Regions from separate parts of the Zea mays genome. Here region 1 is linked to region 2. Evidence: chromatin contacts called from public Hi-C data. All regions are on one chromosome and are shown on one strand. Each heading gives the region's core, a stretch centred on a gene start, on an enhancer-like site or on the middle of the called end of the contact. The rest is flanking DNA. Distances are from core to core; before and after follow the strand shown.

What was found. A called contact is a pair of places that touch in the nucleus more often than the background predicts.
Region 1: a Hi-C map of leaf mesophyll shows a contact between it and region 2, with 5 times the contacts expected there. The contact joins the promoter of LOC100286235 here to the promoter of LOC100282359 in region 2. A contact is called at or near these places in 4 of 25 Hi-C or Micro-C datasets (ear, leaf, leaf mesophyll and 1 more).

Annotation. Positions count from the first base shown.
Region 1 is chr5:167,022,930-167,026,982 of Zm-B73-REFERENCE-NAM-5.0, reverse strand. LOC100286235 reads right to left here and starts at 1,296. Exons shown (of 1, transcript NM_001159123.2): 1 at 225-1,296. The coding sequence starts at 1,048. The coding sequence ends at 725.
Region 2 is chr5:166,893,487-166,897,787 of Zm-B73-REFERENCE-NAM-5.0, reverse strand. It overlaps LOC100282359 (ubiquitin-activating enzyme E1 domain-containing protein 1), which reads right to left and starts at 2,697. Exons shown (of 14, transcript NM_001371854.1): 1 at 2,516-2,697; 2 at 2,346-2,411; 3 at 2,118-2,231; 4 at 1,526-1,654; 5 at 1,288-1,356; 6 at 741-887; 7 at 592-628; 8 at 1-54. The coding sequence starts at 2,602.

The DNA.
Region 1 (4,053 bases), core at 47-2,546, 130 kb before region 2:
TTATTCAACAACAACAACAAAAACATGCATCTGGAAAGCACGACGATGCTCACAAATCAACAGGAGCGATACAACAGGACAAAGTTAGAATTAGATCAGAACCACGGACAACAATATGATAAAGGGCGATCCGGCCACACCAACTGAACAGATCTGAAGAACTAACAAGAAATAAAAATAGCATCCAGGAAAAGGGCATGCACTCACAACAAATTAATATAATCTCTGTAAATCATATTCATGTGGGTGCATATATATGCATATATATTAACGAATCTAAGCATATACATACATATAATATATTACATCCACCAGAATTAACTACAGCCTTTCCAACAAAACTGTGCTCAGAATCACCTTCCCTCCCTTCTCAATCATGTTGTTCTCCAGATCTTAAAAAAAAAACATTTCCACTCTGTTTTTTTTCTCCTTCTTTCTTGTGTTGTGCGTTTTTGCAAATTAACTGAACAACAGCAACACCAAGTATGCTCAGCTCAATTACAGCTAGTCTTGACTCTTGAAGAAGAGACATGTACTTGTACATATGCAACATGGATGTCATCCACACGAATGGATCGGACGTGTATATATGTATATATGATTAACTAGCTAGAGCGCATCATATCGCAGTTTAACTGATTTCTTTCTTGTATGGGTCGCATCGCAAATCGCCCGCGAGAAGTATATAATCCACGGATACGGATACCTAATCATCCACCATCGATCAGTTGTAGCCGGGCGGCGGCGGCGGCGGCGGCTTCTGGTGCTGGACGGTGAGCCGTGCAGGGAGCGGTCGGCCCGTGCCGGAGCCGCCGCAGCTGCGGCAGGGCATCCTCCCCGACCCAGCGCAGGTCCGGCAGCCGGAGTCGCCGTCGGACCAGCGGTTGCAGATGCACTCCACGCGGCCGGAGCCGCCGCACGTGGCGCAGCGCGGGCGCGCGTCCCACCTGGAGGCCGCCGGGAGCCCGTTCCCGAGGGACCGGTTGGCCATCGCCACGCCGGCCAGCATGCCCAGCCCGGCCGACGCAATCACCACCGGCGCCACCATCCTGCGCTGCTGCTTGAATCGTCTAGCCAACGAGTCGCGGCTAGCTAGCTACCTTTGGTTCTTGGATATGGAGGAAGAGGCAGAAGTGTTTTTCTTGGCTTTCTTGCGTATATACCGGCCGGCCGGCGACGACTCGCTCGACGAGCTGCTGTTGCGTTGGGAGTCGCCTGTGGAGAGGAAAAGATTTGGGTCGTGTGTGGAGTCAGTTTTTTGGCCGGAGGCGAGTAGGCGACGGCTTTTCTGTGTAGGAGAAGGAGCTACGACGGCGGGGGAGGAGACGGGCGCGTCGTTTTATAGGATTTTTTTTTCCGGTGGTTCCTGTGAAGGAGAGGCTGCGTGGCGTGCCGGCTGTTTGTTGCGCACGGGTTGGGTGGTGGATTTGGAGGGTAGCGAGGCGGGGGAGGCGTGTCCGCCTTATTACCTTGCCTTCCACGCTTGGCGTCGGGAGTCCTGCCGCTGCGGTGACAATTGCTGCTGCTGCGCCGTGCATGCATGTGCGCTACAACGTGCGAGATGCCATAGATAAACGGATTTGTTTTTTTCTAATTTGGAAACTCTATTTTTTTAAAGGATTCATATTTCCAAGAGAAAATAAAATTTTTTTCTTAGAAAAATAAAAATATTTTTGAAAAATAGGTTTCTCAAACTAGCCCTTAACGATAATGTTTCCGGCGTGACGTTTCTTGCTCTTCGTGGGATTGCAGGTCTACGCAACTATCTGATTAAGGATGTGGCCAACAGACATGTGGTGGTGCAAAATACTATTTACATATTTTATACTGCTGATTGTATTATTTATAAATTTAAATTTAAAATTTTAAATAGAAGATAAGATAGATAAAACGGCAAGAGATAGCCTAATAGTAATAGCCAAACGGTCTCTGCTCTCTCTGTGCACTATGAGAGACGGTGGTTAGGAGGGGCGGGTGGGGTTTGAGCCCTCTCTATTGGTAACTTGATGGTATGCTATAATAAGGAGATATTTAGGGTATGTTTGGTTTAACTATAGATTATTGAAAATATGAATCTAATTATCTAACTGTGAGGTGTAGAAGGCTGTTGTGAGCTGATGATTATAGAAAAACTGAAATTTGTTTACTTGAAATAATTGTCCAGTATAAATTTTATAAGAGAATGATAGCTTATAACATGGATTACGAGAATCTGGAAAATTTAGGGTAGCGGGTGATTCTAAATTGAAATAGATAAATCTGTACATTTTCTGGAATCTATTATGTTGTTGTACTCTTTTGGTTGAGATTTCAGATTTTTGGTAGTGAATCTAGTTCAAAAAGCTAGCTAAACCAAACACACCCTTAAAAAATTGATAATGAAAAGATTAAAAGGCGGTTTCAAGACATGGAAAAATGTTGTATGTTGTTGCCCCGAAACATAGTGATATGCTATGTTACCTTCTAAACTAATATTCTTTGCTTCTTAATTATTAATTTAAAGGCCATGAATATTTGACTAATTAATTATACCTACTTGTGTAGACTGCTTCCTCAGATGAATAATAGTTGTAATTTGACCTTTAATTTGTGTCTATTCGTGGCTCGGTCTTTCGATATAGATAGATTGCATCATATATTTCTTATTACATAATTTATGATTTTCATCATCCATGTTTAGTGAGATTACATCGTTGTAGCTGATTAGTTTAGACCCTTCTAAATTTCTTCCTAGCTCCATCCTTTCATGCTATTTATTTTTATGTTTGCTCTCTCTATACCCTAGCCTCCCCACTATGCTCGTTGCGGCATTCACCTTGTCGTCGCCTAATCTATCGTGGCATCAACTATGTCGTCCATCGCGGCATTCACTAAGGCAGGTTCCCATTAACCATCAAGTCACCTATCGATCGTACTACCAATCATGTTATCGGTCATTATCAATCCTTATCTACCATAGCACTCTAGTGCATAACTATTACCATAAGCCTACATCCACTTCATCGTCACATCAACATTTTTACAGACTTTTATTTAAAATGAAACACGATGTTTTATTAAAATAAAAATTCATATGAGTATGCAGTTGAACAAATAAAAATTACATGATCTAAAAACAAATAAAATGCAAAAGTTCAAAATAAAAAGTATACATAATTCGTAAAAATAATAGTTACACTACTACTACTCTTCACCATCTTCCTCGTCCACCTCTTTTGCATCTTCTTTCCTGTCTAATTTTAATTCTTTGGTCGATTTTTTAAAGCCAACTTATGGACCATTTTCATGTCATCGTCTATATCGATACTTTAATGAACCATCAACTTGTTGAATTGCTCAAACAATTTGATTGAGTCATCCTCTGGCTAGCATTGTAGAGCTTGTTTAACATACTCTTCTCCATGACAGGAGAATCATTGCTACTTCTTGTCGGCCCTCTTCCATTTGTGTTGAGCTCTTCCTCTATGGTGGTCAATAGGATGTGGTGCGTTGACATTGTTCGGTGATGTGGAGCTATAACCACCATTCAAGTTAGAATGAAAACTTTTTTCTCCTATCACTAGAATTGTCGTCACCATGTTGCACGCACCAACTGGGCTAATTACAAAGAGCACACTACATGTGCTTTAGCTTGATGTCAATTTCATTGGGCTTTTTATGAAAGCATTCCTTGACTTCTTTGAGGAGCACCCCATCATCTGCTCTACTCAACTACGACATATACAAACAATTATATAAGCCATTAAAGAGGGTGACTTTACAGTTATTCATCGACCACCAATCCTTTAGTTTCTTGGGGTATGGTGGCGAGGAGCTTCTATGGTGGAGTTGAATGTTCTAGCAATTTGAACCTAGAAGGTTGATCCCTTCTTGCCATTACATCAATATGGTCTATGGAGTGTAGTAGCCACGTGTGTACACATAAATTTATGAACTTAGAAAACTATTATTGACCTAAACTTGTGTAAATTTATAAAAATATATATGTACTTACTATTCTTTCATCCCTTGTCTTCATACAGTCCCTTCGATGTTGGAGTTGAGTAGCACCGG
Region 2 (4,301 bases), core at 1,448-3,947:
TTTCACCAGGAACCAGCAGTTGTATATGACCAGAAACAGCATCTTCTGAGACACCTGTACATACTCATAGAAGTTATCTCAGCATTGTACCGTCACTAACACTGAGTTTAATAAAGAATGGGCTGTAAATCTGTAGTCCTGTAAGCTTCAAAGTTTAAACTTGTGTATATATTTATGTGGATTACAATTATATGCTGATTTCCAAACAAATTATGTGAAGCACTGATCTAAACTGTATAACTATGTCAAACATCCTTACCAAAAAAAAAATAAACAGTAACACAGTAAAATAGAATCCTGACAGAAATCAGTTTCCCTTGTGTGCCTTGAAAAAATTAGCAATGCACAAGGTTAAACTGATGACCAAGTATCATGGCTGAAGGATACTGATGACTAGTGACATAAAACAAGGAGAAAACACTATACAAGTGATGCTGGTTTGGCACATTTGAGGTGTGATTAGGGTATACAATGAGATACAATAGCAGCATTGCGCAAGAAAAGTAGGAAAAAAGCATATTGTTAATTGTTCATTAATAGGAATGCGGTTTCTGGAAAATTTTGTGTCAATAAATGTGATTTACAACTTACCAGACTCCATCCACGTCTGACCAAGCTCATTGCATGCCTGGAAAGCAGATAAAAATAACAAATAAGAAAATTCCTACCAATGAACTGCGCATAATACATGACTAAGGCACATGGAGGGACCAAATAATTTAGTTGAGTGCACAAATCACCTGATTTACAACCATACGAGCTTCATAGTTATCGACGCAACTCAAGACAAGATTAACTCCAGTGCTACGCTCATGAGAACTTTGTGCTTTTAAACTTGCCAAAAATGTTTCGAAACCTTTGACTGTAGTAATATTCAATGAGTAGCTCTATAGTAGAAAAGAGAAGTTAGGATCTGTTTTCTTATAAGTAGAAGGAATCAAGGAATACAATGGTATTGCTACTCCATCCAATACGGCCTAAGAAAAGAAATCATGTCTGCTATTTTGCTTGTCATAAGGCAATGTACCAAGTTGGAGTACGTAATAAAGATAGTAAAGAGGAAACAGTACAACAAAAACTTCTAGTTCTATACATATACAGTGCAAGATGAATAAGTAATGGAAAGTAGAAAACATTAAGAATAGTTAGTTCAACAAAAATTGCACACCCTAGATCCGTCACCTCTACCAAAAACTAATGATGCTCAGAATCTAATGAAATGATTTGGTTTACTGATGTAGGAAAAAAGGCTAACAGATAATATTGATACTGGCCATAGTTGCTCACCTCCAACACAACATCAGGATTTATTCCAGAAAGTGTCTGTACAGCGGCATCTGTTTTGGTCATTCCAACCTAACAAAGTATAAATGGACTGAATATAGTCATGGTCTGGTTTGAATTATGTTCTTGCAATCTTGCAGAACACTGAACTTAAGTACTTCAACATGAAAAACGTCTTGGTGTAAAACAAACAACCACAAAAGGTAAGGCAAACACATAACATACTGTCCTCGTAGTTTACCTGTTCTGGGCGAAAGAACAACCTATTCATGTTAGCCAACTCGACCGTGTCGTAATCATACAACAACAGTCGTCCAATTCCACATCTAGTGAGCATCTCCGCAGCAACACTACCAACGCCACCTATGCCCTGTAAAGAGAATGACAATGAATCAAAGGTTTGCTCTGAGTTGAATTCCCCCATCTATGTGTGTTAAATTATCTTTTCATGTATGATGTGATGAAGCTACGAATTCTGCTGTTTCCCAACTTTGAATTGTTGTCTTAAATACATCAACATGCAAAAATAACAATAGCTCGATAGCTGGTTGTTCTAAACGGGCATTATAACTATATTTTCCATATTAACCACATAGTACATGGTATACCTAGATCGATCTCAATACAGATAAAGATACTCTAGTTCGCATGGTCCGAAGAGACCCTTGAGCCTCGTGATATCTCAATGACATTTCCAGTGCATACTAGTACCATGGAGAGGCTTCCTCTACTCAAGGATGGAAGTAAATGCCAATTTCGAAAATCGAAATTCCATACTGATGTAACTAAGTTTGAAGAGTATCAGTGTTAAACCAGGTGAGTAGGATGCTTACAACGATGGCAACGGAGTAGTCCCTGATGCGCTCATAATTCTCCACTACGCCCATCCGTTGCAACGCCATAAGTCTGCTGTAGGGATTGTTGTCCACCACTTCTGCACTCATGTCCTGCATCCCAAATTTCGCGCAAACAGAGTAAAATTCCCGATTTGTTCAAAATTATGGCACTCAATCTGCACAGGGCAGAGCGCCTGAAACGCGGAAATCAGCATCAGATCGTACCTTAATCTTGGATCGAGAAGCGGCACCGGCTGCCGGATTCATCATCGCCACTAGCCGCTCCCGCATCTAGCAATCAGATGAGCCGGGATCAAGATTTGGAAAGGCACGGAAGAAGAGGAGATTGCTATAAAACTGCCGAGATCCATGGTGCACCCGGATGGGAGGGATACCCGATCGATGGTGGAAGTGAGGTCGTCGGGATGCTGCTTGAGCGCGTCGAGGTCGCGGAGCAGCGAGCAGAGCTGCTCCATCTCCATGCTTCTTCACCGCTCTCCGGCGTCTCCGCTGCTTGCTTACTGCTATCAGTGCTATGCTCCGCCGCCGTGGGTGGCCGATGAAAGAGACAGCCGCGAAGCAGGAGAGCTGGTCTCAGGTGTCAGTGTCACACACTCACACCTATGACGCGTTCCACATGACGTGGCAGGTCCCGTTTGGTAGCTCGTGGAGCTCTGGCTCCATTTCTGGCCGATTTTTTTAAACATTTCGTTTAAAATTTAAAATTTTTGGGAAAATATAAAATCAGAAATAAAAAGTATAAGATAAAAACAAAATATTTTTCTAAGTATTCTTATATATCTCATAATTAATTTTAATTTTTTTAAAAGCCAATTAACATTTTTTTAAAATAATAAATTTCATCGTCCTAAAATTTGCATTTTAAATTTAAAAACATGTACACTGAATTTTACCGAAAAAACCGAAAACCACCGAGAAACACCGAAAATCGCCCTGGAAACATCGAAAACTGGTCGATAAACCTAAAAACCATTTTTTGAATATGAAAATAAAAACTAGTCGTTTTAGGGAAATGTGCTGTTGGGGGCCTTCGTTCTCCGAAGGTCCTCAAAAACATGATTTGACAATATCTTTCAAGTGAAATGTATGAACAGATATCTTCGGACCCAGATTATGAACATGAAGTACGATCAGGACGAAGCTTAAGCTAGACGAAGGAGGATTGAGATGAAGGACGGGCTGATCACCAAGCCGTACGAGGGATGGTGCATAGCCGAAGCTATGCGCAGGGGAGCTTCGGCATAGTGGCAGAAAGGGGAACCGACTTAAAGATGAAAAGACTACTTAGGCTTTGACAGATCCTCATAAGTCATTAGCAAATTGTAACACCCGGCTTTAAGGGACAAAGCCGGGTGCATCTCATACATGCGCCAAAGAAGACAACATATATAATAACAGAGTGTATAGAGATAAATGTCACAATAATCAGAGTACTTATTACATAGCGGAAGTCTTACAAAATAAAAGAAAACAATAAGTATAAAATGAACTAAGGATCGTCGGCGCCAATGTCGACTGAGAAACGCCACCTAGATCAGATCAAACTCCTCAGTGTTAGGCGGCTCCTCTTCGACCACCTGTTCTTCTCCTGTGGGGGGGGTGTGAGACAGCAAGAGTGAGCTCACATACGTTCATCGCTCCACAAGTTGTGGGGAATAATGTGGCATGAACTCACCAAAGGTGGGAGTTCATGAAGTGTAAGGCTGATCAATGGAATAAAGGCTGAGGCTGAGCATTGCTTTTATAAGTTGGTCAAAATTTTATTAGCAATTACTAAGTGTAAGTAAATACCAAACCTTAATAATAATAAAGAAAAGTAATAGTAAAATAATCCCAAATGCGATGCAAATGTCAAATTAAATTTAAGTTCCATATTTAATCATGTGAGGGTCCGAGCCGCTCTTGACCGTGAGCACGGCTAGTATACTAGTTTTACACTCTGCAGAGGTTGCGCATCTTTACCCACAAGTCGTGTATCCCATGTCGCCTGGGTTTGCAAGGCCCTTAGACACTACCGAGGTGAATGGCTAGGGATCCACTACGAGGCCTTTACAAAGTTCCACTAGCTTCCGAAAACCCGCTACAGTTTATAGGAAGATCCAGTACAGGGTTCCTGGCTGACAGCCATCGCAGCAAAATCAACCAGGGACCTCCCCGCAC